5 separate regions of the Mus musculus genome follow, and all the other regions are linked to region 1. Evidence: chromatin contacts called from public HiChIP or PLAC-seq and Micro-C data. All regions are on one chromosome and are shown on one strand. The core of a region is the stretch at or near the end of the contact, and the rest is flanking DNA. Distances in the headings are between cores, read along the strand shown. Region 1 has its middle 4.2 kb from the start of Gm32039. Region 2 overlaps Atp2b4 (ATPase, Ca++ transporting, plasma membrane 4). Region 3 holds the start of Atp2b4 (ATPase, Ca++ transporting, plasma membrane 4). Region 4 has its middle 37 kb from the start of Gm28441. Region 5 has its middle 9.4 kb from the start of Gm28441.

Region 1 (2,787 bases), core at 141-2,640:
ACAAGGACTCACAGAGGCCCCAGATAGGGTGGAACCTGGAGTTAGTCTACCTATAAGGTGCTATCTAGTATCTTCTATGTAAGAGGCTTGCGCCACTCTACACCCTCTGCCACGGGCCTGAGTGCTGAGCTACTCACTCACAGAATGTGTGGAGCCTAGGTGAGGCTCTCTCTTCATCCAGCAATGCCCCCCCCCCCAATTTAAAGTAGCCACGACTCTGCAGCTCTCTCTCACCAGGAGGTTTACCTGAGCTGCCCTGCCAAACCTCCTCTGCTCTAGATCCTAAGGACCCAGTGGTCAGCACCATCATGGTAGTATTTGGTGGCTAGCCAGGCCACTGTGTTGCTCATGAGCCGTTCACAGGTGTCCTTGCGTTCTCAGGAAGCCCACCTGTTTGCTGATGGAATAAAGCCTCGTCTTTAGTTTCCTAGGTCAGCGCCTAAGCCTGGACATTTCTCGATGAGTCTTTGTGACCTTTAGAGAAAACCCACGGGGCACAGCTGTCCGTGTTCAGGTCTGGGATCATGCTAGGGCCTAGAAGGGCTCGCGTGACAGGGTTCCTTTAAAGTTCCTTTACCCTGGATGGAGGATGAGAAACCATACAGCAACAGGCATTTGTAGCAGTTAATATTTATTGAGGTTTTACTCCATGCTGGTCCAAGCATTCCACATGAGTTAGCTCACTGAATATTCACGGGTCACTGGGGCAAGGACTACTATTATACATACCACATGCAGCCCACGGGCCTGCGCTGTGTGGGAGAGGTGGTGATGGAGCAGGTGTTGGGTGAACAGGCATGAGACAAGATGATGAGCAAAGGGGACAGAGTGGCCTAAGAGACCCAGGGATATTCAAGAAGAGCATGTGCCCACAGTCCTGACACCTCAGCGTCAGACTTTCCCGGGACTTAGGAATGTCTGTTGGGATTTTCCAGTCTCTAGTCCAACCTCCCCAAACACAACATAGCAAAAGGCCAGGTGTTAGGAATGGTCTGTCCAGTGTGCTGGCCAGTTTTGATCCATTCAGCCAGACTTCTCCACCGTCTGAATTGGAGTGAAAAAGCTTAAATCACCTGACCCATCACTTAGACTCGAGCTTCACGGGTGAACTGGGAGAGGCCCTCGGCCGTCTTTCATTTTAACCCTCATAAGAATGGCAGACAGCAGGGCAGGGTGATATCATTCTGACTTTCTTTCCTGCCGGTCTCCCCTTCCCAAGCCTCAGTCTCCCAGTTAGGAACTGCTCCTGCCAGCTTCCCTCCACAGGTCTCATCGGTGAGTGACAGTCAGTGGTCAGTGAGACACTTCGGCTGGAATGTTGATCTGTAAGCGGAGGAAACTGGTAGGACGGGAGAAAGTCCGGAGAAAGCCGCTAGAGAAACCTGAGCTGGAAGCCAATGAGCTGCCAGTATGGAGGCTGAGCCATTAGACGAGCAGCCAATGAGCTACCGGTATGGAGGCTGGGCCATTAGACAAGTTTTGTAAATAACATCCGGCTTGTGTTTAGAACCGTGATGTTCCATTCCCCAAATAGAACTTGACTCTCTGCGTAAGGCATTCCTCGGGGCCTTGGGGAGCTGCACTAGTCCCTCCCCTAGTTGCTCTGGAGTCAGGACCGGGAGCACAGAGCGGCCCAGCTCAGTCTGGCAGGTTAGTGTGGACTTGTAGTCATTCCATGCAACACTTTGATACTAGAGGCAAGCCAGATGGTGTCTCTTCTCCCAAATACAGGCAGATTTGGTTGCTGAGGGACACCAGAACAGGCTCAATGGACATCTATTTTTAAGTCCCTCCAGACTTCATCCATTACCTTGTGTCTTGGATTTCCCAGGAGGCCCCTGGCAGGGTGTGCACTGGGCACCTGGAATCGACTCCAAGGCAGAGCTGTTGACAGTGTGGTCAGACCCTGACCAAAGTGAGATAGGGCTTTCTGTCCCGTTTGCGTTGTTTCCTGGGCCACCCACACACTGTTTTTAACTCTAAGAACCCCTTCCTGCCCCGGGGAGCAGCAGGGTCACTCTGAGGAGTCTTCCATCTGTCTTCACCATCCCACACTACAGGTCCTTACACAGGAGTAATCTAAACGACTTGGAACTCCAGATAAGATCCTTGCTTCCATTAAACATTGACAAGACCCAGGCCTGGCAACTGAGAGTGCTTGTGTGCAGCGGAACTTCTGGGAGACCATGGCAGCTGGACTATTAAAAATGAATGGGCTCCGACGCCTCCCAGGTTCTGCCTCTCAATGTGGCAGTTCTCCAGTGGCTGGGAGGAGGAGCCAGGAGGGTTCAGAAAGGGCCAGCAGGACCTAGACCTCAAGCGACAGCAGTCTCGGGCATCTGCTCCCTTATATTCCGGCTGGAAAGTATACAGCCTCTCTGTCAGAAAGGAAAGCCTGACCTAGCCCTATAGCATGGCACTCTGAGCTGAAATTCAAAAGCTGCTTCTTGGGTACTCAAAAGGTTCATATAACCTGGTGTGTGGCAGCACTTGAAAGCTGAGGCAGGAGGATTGAGAGTTCAAGGCCAGTCTGGGCAGCATGGTCTGACTGCCTCAAGGAAGGAAGGACAGTGGGAGCAGCTTGTGGTGTTTGGAGCCTGCAGCCTCCGCGTTCAGGAAGCGGAGGTAGAAGTACTGCGCAAGGTTCAAACCCACAAGGAGTTACTGGGTTAAGTGTGAATTCCTGACCAGCCTAGGCTAGCCTGAGTCACAAATAAACAAACACAAACTTCAAAACCTGCCCTCCTCCCCCGAGATCTTGATTTTTATCAGTTGTTGGCCTGCGGG
Region 2 (2,787 bases), core at 189-2,688, 380 kb after region 1:
TCAGAAATGGCCCAGTTAGAGTGGTCTTTGTAATGGCCATAAGCGGTCAGGACGGCTATTCTGTCTCAACCTGAACCCTCACTGAGACCACAGTCATCCTCTAATAATTGCCCTGCCCTACCAGGCGACACACTGTTCGACATTGACAGTGGGAGGAAGGCACCTCTCAATTCGCCACCCAGCCAGCACTACACCATTGTTTTCAACACGTTTGTGCTGATGCAACTCTTCAACGAAATCAACGCTCGGAAGATCCACGGTGAGAAGAACGTGTTTGCAGGCGTCTACCGCAACATCATTTTCTGCACTGTAGTTTTGGGCACATTCTTCTGCCAGGTAAGATTCTGTCTGGGCTTGGGATAGGGGTGCTGGGAGACAGAGGGCAGGAGCTTGGGAGCTAGGACTCTCTCTAGGTGCCCAAGATTAGGAGAGGGAGTTACGAGGACCAAGGCTAAGAGTAAACACCTTGGGGGTCTCAGTTGGCTTTCCTGGGTACCTCGTTTTTAGAACTGAGCCCACTCAGGTGCTCCAAGGCAAGGGAGCATGTCCCCTGCAAGTATGACTTAGAGAATTCTTTCATGACCTTTCTAAATGTGCAGAAGTTCCATATAGTGACCAAGAGAAGAGTCACTATCTCCTACCTCCTTCCCATGCCAGCACAGATGAAATGGCGTGTGTATAGTAGTGTAGTAGTGTATAGGTAGTGTAGGCTCCCAGTCCCCACCCTGGCCCTTTTGTTCTGAGTGAGTTTCTGATTGGAAATGCTGCACGATTCACAGAGGAGTGATGGGTTGGTACGTACACAGCTGCTGGGATAACCCTGCCTGGGCTCCTGGTATGAAAACGAGGATCAAGAGCACAGTTGCCTGGTAGTGGGAAGATGGGGTCCTTCCTTCTTGTGCCAGTTCCGACTAGTGAACCTAGTTAGAGGTTCACTAAGATACTTGTCTACAAAGGATTATGGGAAGGCCACACAACCGAAGAACATCTTCTTGGAGCTGGAGACAGCAACAGTTAAGAGGGGGCCAGAGTTTAAATTCCAGCACTCGGTATCACTTGACTCCTGATCACCTGTAATGCTACCTCCAGAGGATCTGACACTCTCTTCTGTCTTCTGTGGTACATGGATTAGGTTACAGACCCACACGTTGACACACACATGCCTCGCACGCGCTCGCACACACACACACACACACACACATGTTCCTCTTCTGCATGCCTTCTCTCTGTCACACACTAGCCTACATCACAGGAAGCCTCCAACTTTCTCTGTTCCTGCCAGACCGTATATTAATCGCTGTCATGATACTCATAGCCATCCATCACATGATTCCCATTTGAAGTGTTCTATGAAGATTGTATCTGTAGCCCTTCTCCACGTCTGCACTTCTTTCCTGTTCCACAAGAACATTAGGACTTGTGCCCCAAGAGCCCTGCAGGGGGCGCTGTGGCCCTAGCCACCCCGGAGGTCTTGGCCTCCCCGTGGCAGGCCGTGCTTTGCTGTGTTTCAGATCATGATTGTTGAACTGGGAGGGAAGCCCTTCAGCTGCACAAGCCTGACCATGGAGCAGTGGATGTGGTGTCTCTTTATAGGGATTGGAGAACTTTTGTGGGGTCAGGTGAGTGTGGGGTGCCCTCTACAGATCCCTAAAGCTGCAGACCCCAGCTCCTTGTTTCACCTGACCCAACCTTCCCCCTTCCCTCCATCACAGTTTCAAGTTCCTTCTGTCTTGGGGTGCCAGGCTGGAGTAACCATTGCCTTCACTTCAGAACTTAGGTTCTCTGTCCCCCATTCTTAGAGACTGAAAAAAAAAAAGCGTTTTGAAACAAAAGTGGAAATTTTCCATTAAAAAATAAACCTAAGGATCTTTAAAAAAAAAAAAAGGCAAAAGCAAAACGCAAAAAGCAAACGTCGTGCTGACGATGCCACAGTCTGACCCAGGGCTACTCCACTGCCGTGGTGCTGCTGTAGTTCAGAGCTTTCCCGCCTCTTCTCTGCTTCACGGTGGCTGGTTGAATGCCCAGCTCCCACTTGAGATAAATCAGTCCTACAGATGCTCCAGAGAGGAGGGTGACACTCGGATCAGCACAGCCTCTGGAAGCCGCTGGGGCTGGAATCACCCTTCTTCTCTTCACAAACTTTAGTAGCCATGGGCAAGTTCCTTAGCCAGTCCATTTATTAGGGATCTCCACATAGGATAACAGAGTGATCATTACTTGTTGTTAACTAGTGAACGATTATTGAACCAAAAACATGACAATACCTGTTATAAGTACTCAGTGAGTGTTAATACTAATTGCGACAATGTCATCGTAGCTTTGAGTTTCATCCTTCCCTTAATACCATGCTTAGTTCTGGCCTGGACTGTTCTCCGCAGATCTCAAGTCTATACTGAGAATCCCCTAGTGCCGCTTCCCAAGCTAAAAGCGGGATTAAGGAAGGGATGAAAGTCAGCTTAGCTAATTGTGTTCCAATTCGTGTCTCAGTCCCTCCACCCCACATGTACAACGCATTTCTCTCCCAGCTCGATTTGCCCTTGGCCCCATCTTCCTGATGTGTGCCTGCTTTATAGCTCTGTTCAGTTGTCTTAAAAAAGACAAAGATCCCACTGGGAAGGAAGAGTCAAGACGGAGACAGAGTGTGAGTGTAATGAAGTGGCTGGGAGATTACAGGAATCAAGTCCCCTTCTGTGTGTCCACAAATGCTGGCACCTTCCCAAGTGCAATCAACTGGAACAATGGGTTCATCTCCTGGGCAGCTTAGTGCTTCTTGGTGCTTCTCAGGTG
Region 3 (2,787 bases), core at 121-2,620, 350 kb after region 1:
TTGCTTAACTTGTTGTAAGTCGGGGTATTGGGGAGGTGGATGGAACATGCTGGCTGAGGGGCAGAAGTGGGATAACCTCCATTCCAGAGGAACCTGCCTGAAACAGGATTGGTTGAAATCAGTCAGGAGCTTTGGCCAGATGGGATTTCTGGAGAAAATAAATTGATAAAAAGAGCCAAGTTCTTCTCTGATGACTCAAGAGTTGTATTCACCTTCTAGAAGCAAAAAAAAAAAAAAAAAAAAAAAAAAAAAAAAAAAAAAAAAGCATTTGTTTATTACCTAGCCAATTGGAGTGCCTTGCCAGACCCTGGCAGCATCGACCAATTGCAGGGTGGTTATTTCACCAGAATGGGGCCCTACATACTTGAGCCTCTCCTATCGGAGGAGCTGATATATAACATGTAGCCAGCCCTTGTCTGCAGCTGAGCATAGGGCTCAGCTCAGTCTCTAAGCCACCTTCAGCCCCTCTCATCCCCACATACCCTTAGCTGTGCCTGCACACCCTAGCCAGTATGTGCTCCAGCTAACGTCTATCTTGCTGAGGGAAAAATGCCTACCTTTCTCTGATGTGTCACTATGCTAACATGAGCCCCTCTGGTTGCTCCCTTACCCTGAGGACAGTGTTGGGACCTGTCTATGGGCTGAACAGACTGTTCTCTTATCTCTCCTACACTGGAAAAACTTGAACACTCACTATCTTTCTTCCCAGAGCTCCACCTGGCCCTTATAGAAAAACTGAATCCACCCTGTGTCATAAACTGTTAGCGTGTTTCACTCTTTTCTTACCAGGAAAAGCCTCTGCGAGGGCTTAGCCTTGAGACCAAAATTTGGTGCCAGATAACTGCTGTAGGTTTCCAAATTTTCATACCACTGAAGGCTGAGTGTTCTAAGAGACCTTTTATCAGCCTGTCTTTCTGGATTGTAAATGTCTGTGTTGGGAGTAGAAGGTGCACAAGCAAGCCATGTTTCAGCCCCCTTGGGTCTAGATTCCTTTTCTGATTCTTCTCACATCTTACAGGTAAGGCCAGACTAATGTATCCTATAGGTCAGTCAGCCCATGAAGGGGAGGAGCATTAGAGGTTATAACCTTTTATATGCGAGTTCCTTGAGTTATTTTGTGTGCCTTGATTTGGAAGAAATAAGGCTTAAAGATGATGTTTCTGAGATAAATCCTCTACATTCCCAGCCAGCAGGCCTACCCAGGGCTTCCCATGAGCCTGGATACTGAGCTCAGGCCTCAGTTCTCAGTTCCGTTCAGCCACCAACTGTCATTTAAACCCTTCTTCTCGAGAGTACCTTGCAGATCCTGGATCCTCATGGCTGTTCTAATTGTTCCTTTTTGTCTTTTTTTTGCATCTCTATTCCAGAGGCCTAGCCCTCATCGTTATCCAGGGAGCCCTCCTCTTTTTCCTGACGCCAGCCTACCATCGTAATTGCTGATTGTTGCTAAGGTTGCTTCCATGGTAACATGCTTATCCTGTTTACACTTCTATATGGACAAGAAGTCTAAACTAGGAACCTACCTACTCTGGACAACCATTCCCATCTCCACCCAGAGGACACCAATCATCGTGACACCACGTCCATCTTTTACTAAGTTCCCCCAACCTCTTCCTCTTCTCACTAGTAGACTTAATACAGAAGCAAGGATCTAGGCCGGGTGTTGCTACTCTGAAACTTATTGCACGAGATATTGTCAATTTATCCCCTAACTGACCTCCCAGAGAAGAAAGAAGTGGGAAGAAACGGCGAATAGAAGGCAAGAGACACTGATCAGTTAGAGGGGAAACTCTACATCTTCTCTGGTTGAGAGTCTGGTAACTGAAGAAGGCAAAATGACGAATCCACCAGGACAAAGCGTGTCAGCCAACACAGTGGCTGAGAGCCATGAAGGGGAGTTTGGCTGCACCTTAATGGACCTGCGAAAGCTCATGGAGCTTCGTGGAGCTGATGCAGTGGCCCAGATCAGTGCCCACTACGGAGGGGTACAGGAAATCTGCACTAGACTGAAAACCTCCCCTATAGAAGGTAAAGGCCATTTCAAGGGTTGGGGATTGGGGGCAGTGAGTAGGATTTTGAAATATTTTTGTCTAGCTTCTAGGGAAAGTCCGGTTCTGGAGATCCAATAAGTTGTGTCTGGTCTGGTGGGGAGAGCACAGACCTCTAAAGCCGAGGTGGCCACTGAGGGAGGGCATGAAGAGCTTTCCTCCTCTACCACGTTTAGGAACTGTGATCTCTGAGTCATTCTCTCCTCCTACTTCTGTGTCGGTCCATCGTATGGAGGGTCCTTATTTATTATGTAGATGCACTTATCAGTATAGTCAATGTCCTCACTTAATTAGATTTTGATTACAGAAGAGCTTAAGATGGACATCTTCCTCACACTGATCTTAAAGCTCAATGGATGAGAAAAGACGACAGGAAGTAGTATTCCAGCCATCTGAGTACCTTACTGTACACAGAAATGGGTTGGCATATCATAAATATGTATTTGGATAAATTAATATTTTCTGTCTTGGAGTTTCTGATTTTTTTTAACCCTGTCTAATAAAAATTTTTCCCCACCATGTAGGGTCCAAACCCAGGGCTTTGTACAGCGCCCCGACATTAATCTGTAGCCTCAGCCCACTGTTTTGCTTTTTAATTTAAGACAGATTCTCAGTACATTGCCCAGAGTGGACTTGAGCTCACTCTACAGTACAGGCAGGATGTCAGGTTATGATGTTACAGGCCAGGCATATATCTTATAAGCTCTGAGTTCAGGTATTTGAAATAATGTTTATAGCT
Region 4 (2,787 bases), core at 143-2,642, 300 kb after region 1:
GAAGTCCCTATTCTGCAGACCAACTATCTCCTCCTCCAGTTGGGGTGTCTGGCAGGGAGTCTTCAGATCCACCTGCTCTCCCCCCCCAGCTCCTCCTATTCCTGGTTCTTCCTAACTAGAGACCCTTTCCTGTAACCCCACCCCCACCCCCTTGCTCTGGGTCCTCCTTATCTGGAAGGGAGAAGACCAGGGTTGTTCCAGGCAGGGATCAGCATGGAAAGGGGCCTAGGGGAAAGGGGAGATTTCACAAGAGGGCCCTATGAATCAGGCAAGCTAGCTAAGCCAGCTACCTGTCTGGGTTATGAGAAAAAGCCTTGCAGAGACCCTGGGAAAGAGACAGAGGCTAGGAGAGTTTAAGGGTAACCAGGAAAGCCTCAAGAGTACGCCTTCATTTGGAGTGTTTGGTGATGGCTCAGACTGTACCTCTCTGCCACTGTAACCTAATTGTATTTCCAGCCCCAGGAAGAATTGATGTCCTTATTCTATAGGAAGGGGAGGAGAGAATCCTGGGGGCAGACACTGGTAGACAAGGATGGCTGCTTCCTGAAATGCCTGCTTAGATAAGCGCACTAGGGCACCTGCTCTAGTGGTCTTGTGTCCTGCCTCTAGGGCAGCTGTGGTGACTGCTTTTCAGGCCAGCTGTTGCTCCCAGCTGTGCAACCGGGAGGGGCTGGGAATATTGATTCAGAATTTGGGCCCCCTCACCTCTAGCTGCCTCTGTGGCCCGCCCTATTGTCAGCCTGTCAGCAGCTGGCTCCACCCTCCTGCCTGGTTCTGCCCTCTGAGTACTCCCTCAGGAGAAAGGGCTTAGAAGGAGTAGAGGCTTCTGGCCTTCCAGTCCCTGCCGGTCCCTCATTCCCTTCCCCTTCCATTTTCCATCTCTGTGTCCCTGGATCCAAGGTCAAGTTGAAGGAGCTTAGTTTGTCTCACCCCTCACATTCCCAGCTTCTAGCACAGTGCTGAGACATACAGAGGCACTCAGTCAACACTTGTGAGAAGAAAAGGGCAGCTTAATTTCTTAAAAAACATCTGGGAGGGAGGGTGCATCTGGAGGTCAGAGGACAATGTGTTCTCTTCTGTATGATGTGGGTCCAGGGCACCCACACTCAGGTCAGGAGAGGCTTCGAGGGAGGGGACCTTATCTACAGGTCCATCTTGCTAGTCCCGAGGGGTGGAGTGTTAGCATGCGGAGAGTCAGTTGCATGCGAGGTATCAGAAGGGGCCCCTGGTTTGCCCTCTGTTCTATAGCTTCTCCTTGTTCTGGGAACCCTGCTCACTACCGAGACAGTGGGAAGGAGTGGCTGAGTCAGATTTGTCACACAGCTATGGTCTTTGATGTCTGAAGAGAGTCAGAAAGAGGGTACTAAGTGAGCACACACATCCCACCCCACCCCCCTTGCACCCCTGAACTAGAAGAGTCAGAATCTACCCAAGGCTTGCTGCTGGGTAGAGTAAGGTCCCTGAGCAGGAACAGCAGGGGCCTGACTTATGTCACACTCTCAGTTTCTATAAGATCTAGAGAGGAAGGGGGACCTAGGCTAGCTCTTCCCCAGCCTTGCCTGTCAGCAGCTCAGACTGCCAGCTGAGACTACTAAGTTGACTCCTCTCGGTACCCATGGTTCTTTGCTCTTTATTCAGTGTTCTGGGCCTCAGGACCACCCCTCCCCCCACCCCTCATTAAGATCTACCAAACTTTGAAAGGAGATGGAGAGTTTGTTTATTTGGGGTGCCTAGGAGCCCAAGAAGCTTGATACTACCTTACAGGTGATGGGCCCCACCCTGAGCCTGCCCTTTCCTAGAAGGGTATCTGCCAGGCCATCTGTGTTCCTTCCCTGCAAGTGCCTCCCAGAGATGCCACCCACCCAGCCCATTGCCTGATCCTCTCATCCATCCCCCTTTCCAGGAGAAGTAGGATGAAGAGGATAGGGTGGGGCAGGTACTCTCTAGGTGCATTCTTACTGGACTAACAGCATTTCTCCACTCTTTTCCCCCTCTAGAAAATAGATGGTATACACGTCATTCTAAATTGACACAGGATCATACATATTTTTGTTCTATTCAAATATAGACTATTTATCATTTCCTTGCGGTGGGGAAGAAAAGAGCAATTCAAAGGTGATTTCTTGTACATGAACAGCACACTATCATTTTCTCCAGTCCTATCATTCGAATAGAACAACAGAACATATTTACTCCTCTCTAACTCCAGCTAGGAGGTGTCCATCATCCTGTCTTCATCCTTCTCTCCCCACCCCCCAAACCTGGCAACCACCATTCCATCTCAACTCTGTAAAATCAGCTTTTCCAGATTCCACACGGGGCCATCTGTATCTGTCTCGCCATGCCTGGTTTCGCTTAACATGAGGGGCCTCGAGTTCCTTCTGTGTTGTTGCAAATACAAATGACAGGTTGCTGTTCTTTCATGGCTGAACACTCTAGTATATTAGTGCCCTGTTTTCTTTACCAGTCCATCAACTGATGGGTACTCGGGTTGTTTTGATCTCCTCCCTGTTGTGAATGGTGCTGCAATAGACAGAGCCGGCAGATGTCTCTGTGTTGATTTCGTTTCCTTCACATGCATACCTAGCAGTGCGATTGCTGGGTCGCATGGCGGTTCCATTTCTAATTCTGTTTGTGCGGTGCTGGGAATCGAACCTATGGCCTCTTGCATGCCAAGCAAGTGCTCAACTCCAGCTTGAGGAACCTGAGTGATGTTTTCCATAATGACTAAATCGTTTCCCCATTTCTCAGGGCATACAAGTGAGCGTGCCCTGGGGTTAGAGTCCA
Region 5 (2,787 bases), core at 139-2,638, 270 kb after region 1:
ACCAAAAGCGTGGATCATCACACCTGGCAGCCTAGCCATTTAATTACACACATCCTGACTCCCACAGAGGACTTCTTTTTAGGGGGCCAAGGATGTGTCTCAGTGGCAGAGCACTTACTCTGTGGGACCCTGGAAAGAAAGAACAATTGTTTGTTTGTTTCGTGTTTTTGTTTTGTGTGGGTTTTTTTTGAGACAGGTTTTCTCTGTAAAACTCAATTTGCATAGCAGGCTAGACTTGAACTCACAGAAACCCACCTGCCTCTGCCTCTCAAGTCCCAGGATTAAAGGTGTGCACACCACACACAGAAGAACAATTTCTAAGGGAAAGTCTTAGTTTGCTCTTAGTCCCAAGTCCTTCGTAAGGGTGTTTGGAAACAAACAGCCATAAAAATGACAACAGAGCCCAGCACAGTAGGCAGGTCACCTCCACCACTTCTCTCCCCAAAGTTACCCCACCCCACCCCCACTCCCACCCCATCCCTGCAGGCTCAGCCTGTGGGGTCAGTGGGATCACAGGCACAGGGGGTCTAGGAATGAAGTAGTGAACATGGATCCCTCCATACACTTACAGCTCCTAGGATGGTATCTGAATTAAGGAAAGAACACCCACCCTCCCTTGGCCCAGCTCGAGGAAGAAAAGGCAGCAAGGTAGAGCCTGGCTGTTCTGGGGCCTTGGGAATCCAGGCTGGCCTGGAACTTCAATAGTCTCGTGTCAACTTCCCAAATCCTGAGATTACAGGTTTGCCTTAGCATGCTCCGACCTCTAGGCTCAACCTCGTACACACTTTTTTTGGTGGTGGTGGTGGTGGTGGTTGGGTGTTGCAGTTTGCTGTGGTTTTACAAACCCAGGTCTCACCCTCAGGCTCACAATGTAGCAGATCTGAGCCTCAAGAGCTCAGATTTCTGATCTCCACCTCCCAAGAGCTGGAGTTCCTGACTTGCACCACTACTCTCAGTTTGAAAATCCCTCCCGGAGCTTCGGAGCTTCGAGCTTGGTATTTGCACTTGAGCAGCGCCAGACTCCAGTGGAGTGCTGGTCTTTCTTGATAGGGTCCCACAACCTCTCAAGCCACCGGAAAAACCGTCATGAATGGTACAGCCACACAGGGAGCTGGTGAAGACAGTTCACCATTGTGATAATGATAGTTCAACAGCCTCTGAAGAGTCAACTGTTCTTAGCTTAAAGACGCTTCTAATTCTGCTGGACTCCCTGCTCGCCCTGATGCTCCCTGAACCATTTGCAGCTGACAAGAGCCCCAAGTGCTCCGGGTGGGTGCTCATCACCCTAGGACACCTGCTTCTCCTCTCAGCCTTTGGCACCGCCCAACTCCCTCACATCAGGACCGCCTGATAGGCTCCCCCTCCTGCCCGGCCTTTGGTTCTCTGCACGGATGGCTGAGCAGACAATCAATATTTATCTGACTCTGCCAGGCTCAGCTCCTGGGAGGCCCAGCATGTCCCGGCGTGGGCGGGCTTTAATGCAGACACAGAGCTGGTGAAGAGACCAGCCAGGCCCCTGTTCCTTGCATTCTAGACTAGGCCTGAGGTCAGCAAAAGCCAGGTGGCCACAGTCTGACATTCTAGTGACTAGTCCCTCACAACTGTCAAGGCTTATCTGTGCCCTTGTCTCATTGTGGCACCTGCTCTTGTCCCTGCCCAGGGCTTAGGGCTCCTGTTCATTGTGATGTTAACCAGACAAAAATCCCTGAGTAAAACCAGGGGAGAATAGCAAGCAGGTGCACAGCAGGGCACAGCCGCCTGGCTAGAGGGGTTTTGGGGAAATATCCATCTGGTTCCAGTCCCTCCACCAGCAGCCCCTCCTATTTACCTCATTCTGTGTCACTCCCTTGAAGCCACTCAGTGTTCCACAGGGTCATCCCACATCTCTCCCTGACCCTCTGGTTCTCCTGGCTAGCTCCACCCTCCTCCCCAAGTCTTCTCTGACTTAGCCTCCCCAGCCCTGACCGCTTGCCCTTTTTCTTGGTTCCTACACAAACAGCTGGCACAGTGGTAATTTTCTCTCCTGAAGAATCAAGCCTCTCATGAGGGGAATCATCTCCCCTGCATCTGGAGAGCGGGGACCATGGCTAACCCACCCTGTGGCATCTGTCAGAGCCATTTCACAAGTGGCTCTGTAAACATTTGTTGGTTGACTGAATGACCTCTGACCTCCACATAAACCAGAGAATTTCTCAAGAATAAGATCAAAATACCTATGTCTTATCTTTTCTGGGACTCTCCAAGCACAGTCAATAAAAGGATACCTGTCCTTAATTGTTCAGCCAATGGAGAAAACCCGGAGACAATTTTTTGTAGCTACCCATTGAGCTTTCCTACCCTGCCACCGTTCCGTGGCCTACTTCTGTGCCCTTTAAGCAGTTAAAGCACCTGCCCTGATCAAGTCATATTCCTTTGAAATCCAGAGTGGTCTTGGCTTGGTTTGAGAGTTTGTCTACTGATGCATTTATCAGTCTATAATAGTTGCATCAAAACCATCCCGAGGTTTAGAGAATGTGACTGAGTGGTTGAGCCCTTGCCTAACTCTATGAGGCTGCTTCACACAGCTTTCACTCTTCCACACTAACACAGGACTTGTACCACGTACTTGGTCTTCATGGGTGCATGCCCATTCTCCCAATGAGGAAACTGAGACTCACAGGCATAATAATGGATGTGGAATCCTTGTTTGGACCATGTTCTTCTGACTCTGGCCTCCCGAATAACTCCTTGTCTGCTCTGGCGTGGCCCTTACAAACCATACCCTCCAGAAACAGTCTCTGGTCCTTG

What was found. A called contact is a pair of places that touch in the nucleus more often than the background predicts. HiChIP or PLAC-seq counts read pairs in DNA pulled down with a chosen protein or histone mark.
Region 2: a contact with region 1 is called in an H3K27ac HiChIP or PLAC-seq map of trophoblast stem cells, with 4 times the contacts expected there. The contact joins two enhancer-like sites. A contact is called at or near these places in 2 of 39 promoter capture datasets (the 3T3-L1 cell line and neural stem cells), 11 of 484 Hi-C or Micro-C datasets (the 3T3-L1 cell line, CD4 T cells, CD8 T cells and 7 more), 10 of 115 datasets of contacts at active chromatin or transcription factors (differentiating embryonic stem cells, embryonic basal ganglia, embryonic hindbrain and 6 more) and 2 of 9 other capture datasets (adipose tissue and embryonic stem cells).
Region 3: an H3K27ac HiChIP or PLAC-seq map of embryonic stem cells shows a contact between it and region 1, with 5 read pairs. The contact joins the promoter of Atp2b4 here to the enhancer-like site in region 1. A contact is called at or near these places in 1 of 39 promoter capture datasets (neural stem cells), 5 of 484 Hi-C or Micro-C datasets (cerebellar granule neurons, embryonic stem cells, erythroblasts and 2 more), 6 of 115 datasets of contacts at active chromatin or transcription factors (the NIH/3T3 cell line, embryonic basal ganglia, embryonic limb bud and 1 more) and 1 of 9 other capture datasets (embryonic stem cells).
Region 4: a contact with region 1 is called in a BATF HiChIP or PLAC-seq map of CD8 T cells, with 7 read pairs. The contact joins two enhancer-like sites. A contact is called at or near these places in 4 of 39 promoter capture datasets (3T3-L1-derived adipocytes, cranial neural crest, embryonic stem cells and 1 more), 8 of 484 Hi-C or Micro-C datasets (CD4 T cells, CD8 T cells, the G1E-ER4 cell line and 5 more), 5 of 115 datasets of contacts at active chromatin or transcription factors (CD8 T cells, bone marrow-derived macrophages, effector CD8 T cells and 2 more) and 2 of 9 other capture datasets (adipose tissue and liver).
Region 5: a contact with region 1 is called in a Micro-C map of the G1E-ER4 cell line. The contact joins two enhancer-like sites. A contact is called at or near these places in 3 of 484 Hi-C or Micro-C datasets (CD4 T cells and the G1E-ER4 cell line) and 3 of 115 datasets of contacts at active chromatin or transcription factors (bone marrow-derived macrophages, embryonic stem cells and thymic regulatory T cells).

Annotation. Positions count from the first base shown.
Region 1 is chr1:134,098,009-134,100,795 of GRCm38.p6, reverse strand. No RefSeq gene overlaps it. Among named protein-coding and RNA genes, the nearest start is that of Gm32039, 4.2 kb to the right of the region's middle. Within about 2 kb of position 1,390, at least 401 of the 459 cell types and tissues checked have an H3K27ac peak or open chromatin away from gene starts, as enhancers often do. A contact at or near this core is called in CD8 T cells, the G1E-ER4 cell line, the NIH/3T3 cell line and 9 more, where this site is marked.
Region 2 is chr1:133,715,337-133,718,123 of GRCm38.p6, reverse strand. Atp2b4 (ATPase, Ca++ transporting, plasma membrane 4) reads left to right here. Exons shown (of 20, transcript NM_213616.4): 17 at 125-336; 18 at 1,512-1,619. Among named protein-coding and RNA genes, the nearest start is that of Mir6903, 9.9 kb to the left of the region's middle. Within about 2 kb of position 1,438, at least 6 of the 459 cell types and tissues checked have an H3K27ac peak or open chromatin away from gene starts, as enhancers often do. A contact at or near this core is called in CD8 T cells, differentiating embryonic stem cells and trophoblast stem cells, where this site is marked.
Region 3 is chr1:133,752,330-133,755,116 of GRCm38.p6, reverse strand. Atp2b4 (ATPase, Ca++ transporting, plasma membrane 4) reads left to right here and starts at 1,370. Exons shown (of 20, transcript NM_213616.4): 1 at 1,370-2,028. The coding sequence starts at 1,836.
Region 4 is chr1:133,796,551-133,799,337 of GRCm38.p6, reverse strand. It overlaps a transcript of Atp2b4 not described here. Among named protein-coding and RNA genes, the nearest start is that of Gm28441, 37 kb to the left of the region's middle. Within about 2 kb of position 1,392, at least 12 of the 459 cell types and tissues checked have an H3K27ac peak or open chromatin away from gene starts, as enhancers often do. A contact at or near this core is called in CD8 T cells, Th1 cells and erythroblasts, where this site is marked.
Region 5 is chr1:133,824,417-133,827,203 of GRCm38.p6, reverse strand. No RefSeq gene overlaps it. Among named protein-coding and RNA genes, the nearest start is that of Gm28441, 9.4 kb to the left of the region's middle. Within about 2 kb of position 1,388, at least 33 of the 459 cell types and tissues checked have an H3K27ac peak or open chromatin away from gene starts, as enhancers often do. A contact at or near this core is called in the G1E-ER4 cell line, where this site is marked.